2 separate regions of the Xenopus laevis genome follow, and region 2 is linked to region 1. Evidence: chromatin contacts called from public Hi-C data. All regions are on one chromosome and are shown on one strand. The core of a region is the stretch at or near the end of the contact, and the rest is flanking DNA. Distances in the headings are between cores, read along the strand shown.

Evidence for each region. A called contact is a pair of places that touch in the nucleus more often than the background predicts.
Region 2: a contact with region 1 is called in a Hi-C map of the XL177 cell line, with 4 times the contacts expected there. The contact joins two enhancer-like sites. A contact is called at or near these places in 3 of 4 Hi-C or Micro-C datasets (the XL177 cell line, the XTC cell line and animal cap).

What each region holds. Positions count from the first base shown.
Region 1 is chr9_10L:43,799,808-43,802,559 of Xenopus_laevis_v10.1, forward strand. No RefSeq gene overlaps it. Among protein-coding and RNA genes, the nearest start is that of phf20.L, 28 kb to the left of the region's middle. Within about 2 kb of position 1,339, at least 1 of the 7 cell types and tissues checked has an H3K27ac peak or open chromatin away from gene starts, as enhancers often do.
Region 2 is chr9_10L:43,909,417-43,912,116 of Xenopus_laevis_v10.1, forward strand. No RefSeq gene overlaps it. Among protein-coding and RNA genes, the nearest start is that of LOC108701070, 21 kb to the left of the region's middle. Within about 2 kb of position 1,350, at least 2 of the 7 cell types and tissues checked have an H3K27ac peak or open chromatin away from gene starts, as enhancers often do.

The DNA.
Region 1 (2,752 bases), core at 89-2,588:
AAATAACCCACAAATAAAATAAATATAAACAACTGCAAATTGTCTCTTTTATCACACTTTACACAACTAAAAATTGATTGAACAATCCCTTTAAGACAAAAAGTGGATAGCTGGCATACTGAAATACACATTTTTCCATTTGTGTTGTGTGTTGTTCCCTTGTATTAATTGCACACTATTTTCTGTAGACTGGAAAAGGTGAAAACTTTTGTTGTTATGTAACATGAGGATTTGTTTTTTTATATATCTGATTGCAACAACCTAGTCATGCAAATAAGGGCAACGTATGTTTAAACTTTGCAGTTCTTATGGGTTAAAAAACAATAATTTCAATTTGTTTTAAGCGTATCCTTATGTCTAGAAACACGTGTAGCTGTTTGTGTAACATGACTTGGTTTCTCCAGGAGAGGGAGCACTTGGTACAGACTGAAAACACACAGTAACTAAAAACATCATGTTTTCCAAAGACAGAGCAGAGCTTTTCACGCAATGGCTGAGGGCACACGGGTACAGTCTGTTTCTCTTTATTTGTGTATTTTTGGGCTGATTTCTGCTCAGTTTAGCTGCACTCAGGCCGATGTTGCAACTGTCAGTAGAGATATAGATGTGACCCGAGAGGAGCTGATCTGCCGCTCTCCACCTGCATACAAAACACAGGTTAAAAGAACCAGACAGTATGCCCTGTGTGCCCTCAGCCTTAGTAAAGAACTGGCTGAGATCCAATCAGACACAGTATATACTGATTAAATACAACAGGCAATTATGTTTTAACTGATTCTTGCCGACAACAATGTGAAGTCAAATAAGATAGCTACTTTAAGATAAGATACAAACATTGTATAATCCAGATAATGATATCATATTTAATGCAAAATGATGATTGGCTAACAGAAATTCACTGTAGAACATGACTTTGTCTTTTGTAAATAAAGCACTATGATTTCATGGTACCAGGTGTTAGCTAACACATATTTCGAATTACAAGTGCCTGCCCATGAAAATAACCCAGAGGTACACTATCCAGAATGTGCGTGTGCTAATTTAAGACGGCCATAGACGTAAAGATCCAATTGTACGAATCCTCAATTTTCGGACGATAAGTCTGATCGTTCAAGGATTCGAACAAACGATCAGATCTTTGCATCTATGGCCGGCTTAACTCTGATAATGGTGTTATTTTGCCTCATGTCTATTAATTAGGATCAATCCTCCTAGAGACTAGGCCACAAGCCGGACTGAAACACTATCCTAACGACTTACATACAGGGGCATTGAGTCTTTAACAATTAACTATTTAAAACGTTGAAAAACAAGAAATCTTTTAATAAGAGAGATTAACAACTAGGCCAGGGATTCCTAACCTTCTGTAACAACTATACCTGGTGGTCTAGCGGGAGGGGGTCTGCAGGGACGCCTGCAGCCCTCTCGGCGGGGACGCCCTCCACGCTGCTTTTCTGGCCCGCAAATGGGGAAGGGTTTAGGTGCGCGGCGCAGTGGCGCGAAATTTAAAAGTATTAAAGGCGCAGTTTGGATTTTTCACATTGCCCGTTATAGGATCTTGTTCCTGGTGCTTCTGTGCTTTTGAGCTTCTGTTTACTCTTTATTGATTCCTGTTGTGACCCCTGCCTGGCTTCTGACTATTCTGACCTCTGATTCCTGACCCTTGCCTGAACACCGACTACCTCTTCTGCGTAACCCCTCTGATTGATATCCAGGTTTGACCCTTGCCTGCCTGACTACGCTATTCTCTGCCTGCCTCGAGCCAGCCTGATCTGGCTACTCTATTGCCTAACGCCTTGTATTACGGCCTTCTGCCCAAAGACTCTAGCTAACAGTCGTGCCCCTCTGCCTATCCAGAACCTCTAGCCTTGCACCTCTCATTTAAGTCCTGGTGGCATCCAAGTAGCTGAGGGCTCCTCCCGAGGCCAAAGGTGGTCACACTACAGGTGAAGCACGAGCCGAGACCAGGGTGCTTGGCATTTGTTCTGGTGTTGGGTGCCGACCGTGACACCTTCATTCCCAATGTCTTTATTGTTATGCTCAGGTTTAGAGCTTTAGACATGAACCATAATAATCACAATTCAACTAATTCAACTTTAACTGAAAAGGAATGAGTAATCAGACTAATAGGGGGGAATTCACAAAAGTGTCGGGAACGAAAAAATGTCTTTAAAATGTCGTAGAAAGTGTCGTAGCAACAGCCGACAAATTCACAGAGCATTTCTCCGCCAATTTTCCGACATGTGCGACACTTTTGAATTTGTGTCGTTAAAAGTGGGCGTGGTTTTTTCGGCGCCACTTTTCCCGCCATTTTTATGAATTACTCGTAAACTCATTTTTTTTACGGACAATTTTTCAGACACTTTAGGCTCTCCAAAATGAAAATGTCAGACAAATTGTCGTTTAAAAAGTCTTGGTAAATGTCGTTTGTACGATGAAAAGATATACGACATTTTAGAAAATTGTCAGACTTACGAGACATTCAGAGATGGTAACATCTGCCTTTGTGAATTTGCCGTTCATACGACATTTTACAAATTTGTCGACCGCCACTTCTGGGTTACTTTTTTTACCGACACTTTTGTGAATTCCCCCCTTAGTCTATAGTGAGGAGGCTTAGTTCTTTTCAAGATTAGATCAGCAGATGTTGTTATACATAGAGCAGTTTTAATATATGTTCCACAATTTTGTTTGCTTAAAACCCGAGACTAAACAGAGGTTCCATTTTCAACCAAACTGTTCATTACATTGA
Region 2 (2,700 bases), core at 100-2,599, 110 kb after region 1:
CATCTTTACAATATTGCTCTTAAAGGGATCTCTACCCAAATGGACAATAAAACAGAATTCTAAGCACTTTCTAATCTACGTTAAACATTCTCGGTGATAAGGCTATTTGTAATAAATAATCTGAATTCGGTTCCTTCTTTTCAATGCGTCTGAAGCTGGCCATAGACGCAAAGATCCGATCGTGCGAATCGAGGATTCGTACAATTTTCGGACCGTGTGTGGAGAGTCCCGACATTTTTCGTCCCACGGAAATCGGTTGTTTGGTAGATCATACAAGTTAAAAGATTTCTGTCGGTAATATCTCTGCATATATTGTCGATCATACGATTTTCCGAGGGAGACTGTCACTAGCATTGGTCGGACATAACTTTCGTACGATTGCTGTCAGGGGCAGAACATCGGCTGATCTGTTCTTTTGTACATTATTTGATTGGAATGGCAGGTCTGGAGATGGGGAAGTCCGATCGTTCGAGAACTCAAACGGTCGGATATTTGTATCTATGGCCAGCTTTAGTCTTGTATGTGCAGTGTCGGACTGGCCCACAGGGATACCAGGAAAACTCCCGGTGGGCCCAGGTGTCCGTGGCTCTCATGCTGCTAAATATTTGGCCTATTTCATGGCCATTCCCTATTTCTATGAGAACAAAGAGGCTAAATAGATGGAATAATAGATTATAGTATGTAAAGAAAAGAGACTAGGAGAATAGAGTTTGAGTGAGGAGACGAATAATAATAGTACCAAGAGTGGGCCCCTGATCTAAGGTTTTTGGGTGGGCCCCTGGTGTCCCAGTCCAACACTGTGTATGGGTCATATTTCCTCCAGGTCTATTGTTTCAGGAGTCAGAAGCAGCTGTACAGAGAATATAAGCAGCCAGTCACAAACTGCTTTCAAACTTATAAGAGATGATTAGAATTGCAGTTTTTGGGTGGGGGTCCCCTTTATTTTTCTCCTTTATGGTCCCGAAAAGTACAGGTTATTTGCCTAATGACATTTGCATGTACAAATTCCTTTCTCTTTTCTTTACACAATGGACATGCTGCAGTTTGTTTAAATTGCAGTCTTCACTCCTACACCTCCAGTATCTGTCTTATTATTCTGGCCAACGAAAGACAAGCTGGTTTTTCTGGTACAGGATCAGCATTACAAATGAGCACCCACGACTTATTCCTGAGCCATTAGTCAGAATTATTTTATACACAGGACAAAGCAACAAACAACAACAACATTTCTGCTAGGATTAGGGTTGCCATCTGCTCGGTTTTGAACCAAACAGTTCAGTGTTTCCTAGGACTGTTCGGGTCCAACTGTCAGTTTGGGTTTCAGCCTTTTGAAACCTGACAGATAATCTGAATAATTATGAACTGGGGAGCAGGCCTGGACTGGCAATCTGTAGGTTCTGTCAAATGCCAGAGGGGTTGTGGTAAGATGCCATAGACAGTCATTTTTTATTGGGCTTGTTAGGGGCTATATGGACTTGTGTCTGCTGAAACACCATTATTGGCGCCAGACATAACACCACTATCGCAAAGGTTCAGCAAGAAAAACTGGCTCTGCAATTTGCATGGGACTGACAAGTACAAATGCTAATTTGAGGGCTGATTTACAGGCAATACATTGCACAAGTACAGTTGCCAGTAGCAACCAATCAGCATTTAGAGGCACATTTATTAAAGGTCGAATTTCGAATTCATGTGAGTTATTCAAAACTCTATTATATTCAAATATATTCGAAATTCAACTGGGGGTTCTTTATAATAAAAGATCTAATATCTAAAACTTGGATGAATTTTACGGCCTCGAAAACTTGAATCAAGTTGGACGTCTCCCATTGACTTATCGAATCGGCAGGTTTTAGGTTGCGAATAGTCAAATTTGAGTTCTTAAAGGGACAGAGTATGCTAAATCTTGAAATTTGAATTCGAATTAAAACTCAAATCGAGTTGGATAATTCACAATTCGAATTTGAGAGTTGAAAAAAAATTAGAAAATTCTAAATCAAATTTTCAATTTGATGGTTAATAAATCTGCCCCTTAAGGTGGCCATCCACAGGGAGATCTGCTCATTTGGCGATGTCGTCAAATAGGCGGATCTCTCCCCTATATGCCTACATTGAAGTGGCCGATATCGAGCTGATCCAGTCATTGGGCCCTAGGGTCCAACAATCAGATTGGAGGCCAAACAGTTGGTTGCATCAACGAAAAGATGTGGCATCCAACAGGATTTTTTAACCTGCCCGATTGGCATCTGCCCGACTTTCCATGAATGGCCCCACACAGGGGTCAATAAACTGCCGACTTGGTCTGTCGGCAGCTTTATTGCCCCGTGTATGGGGGCCTTTAGTGTTGAGCAGGACCGAAATCAAAGGGGGACAGGGGTACAAGTGTCCCGGGCCCAGGCCTGAAGGGGGACCCGGCAGTGCTGCACCCCTTGACAGCACCGAAGCAGTGTGGCCATTTCCGAAGTCCCAAACAGCCCAAATGCGGTGCCTAAAGTGCCAAAAGTTCAGAAATCCCAAAGCGGCGAAAAGACCCGAAGCCACGAAAACAGCCGAACTCCCGAAGCAGCGAAAAGACCCGAAGTCACAAAAACAGCCGAAATTGAAGCCCTGAAGCGGCGAAAAGACCCAAAGTCACAAAAACAGCCGAAATTTAAGTCCCAGGGGGCCCCAAAAGTTTTGTTGTACGGGGCCCCGTGAACT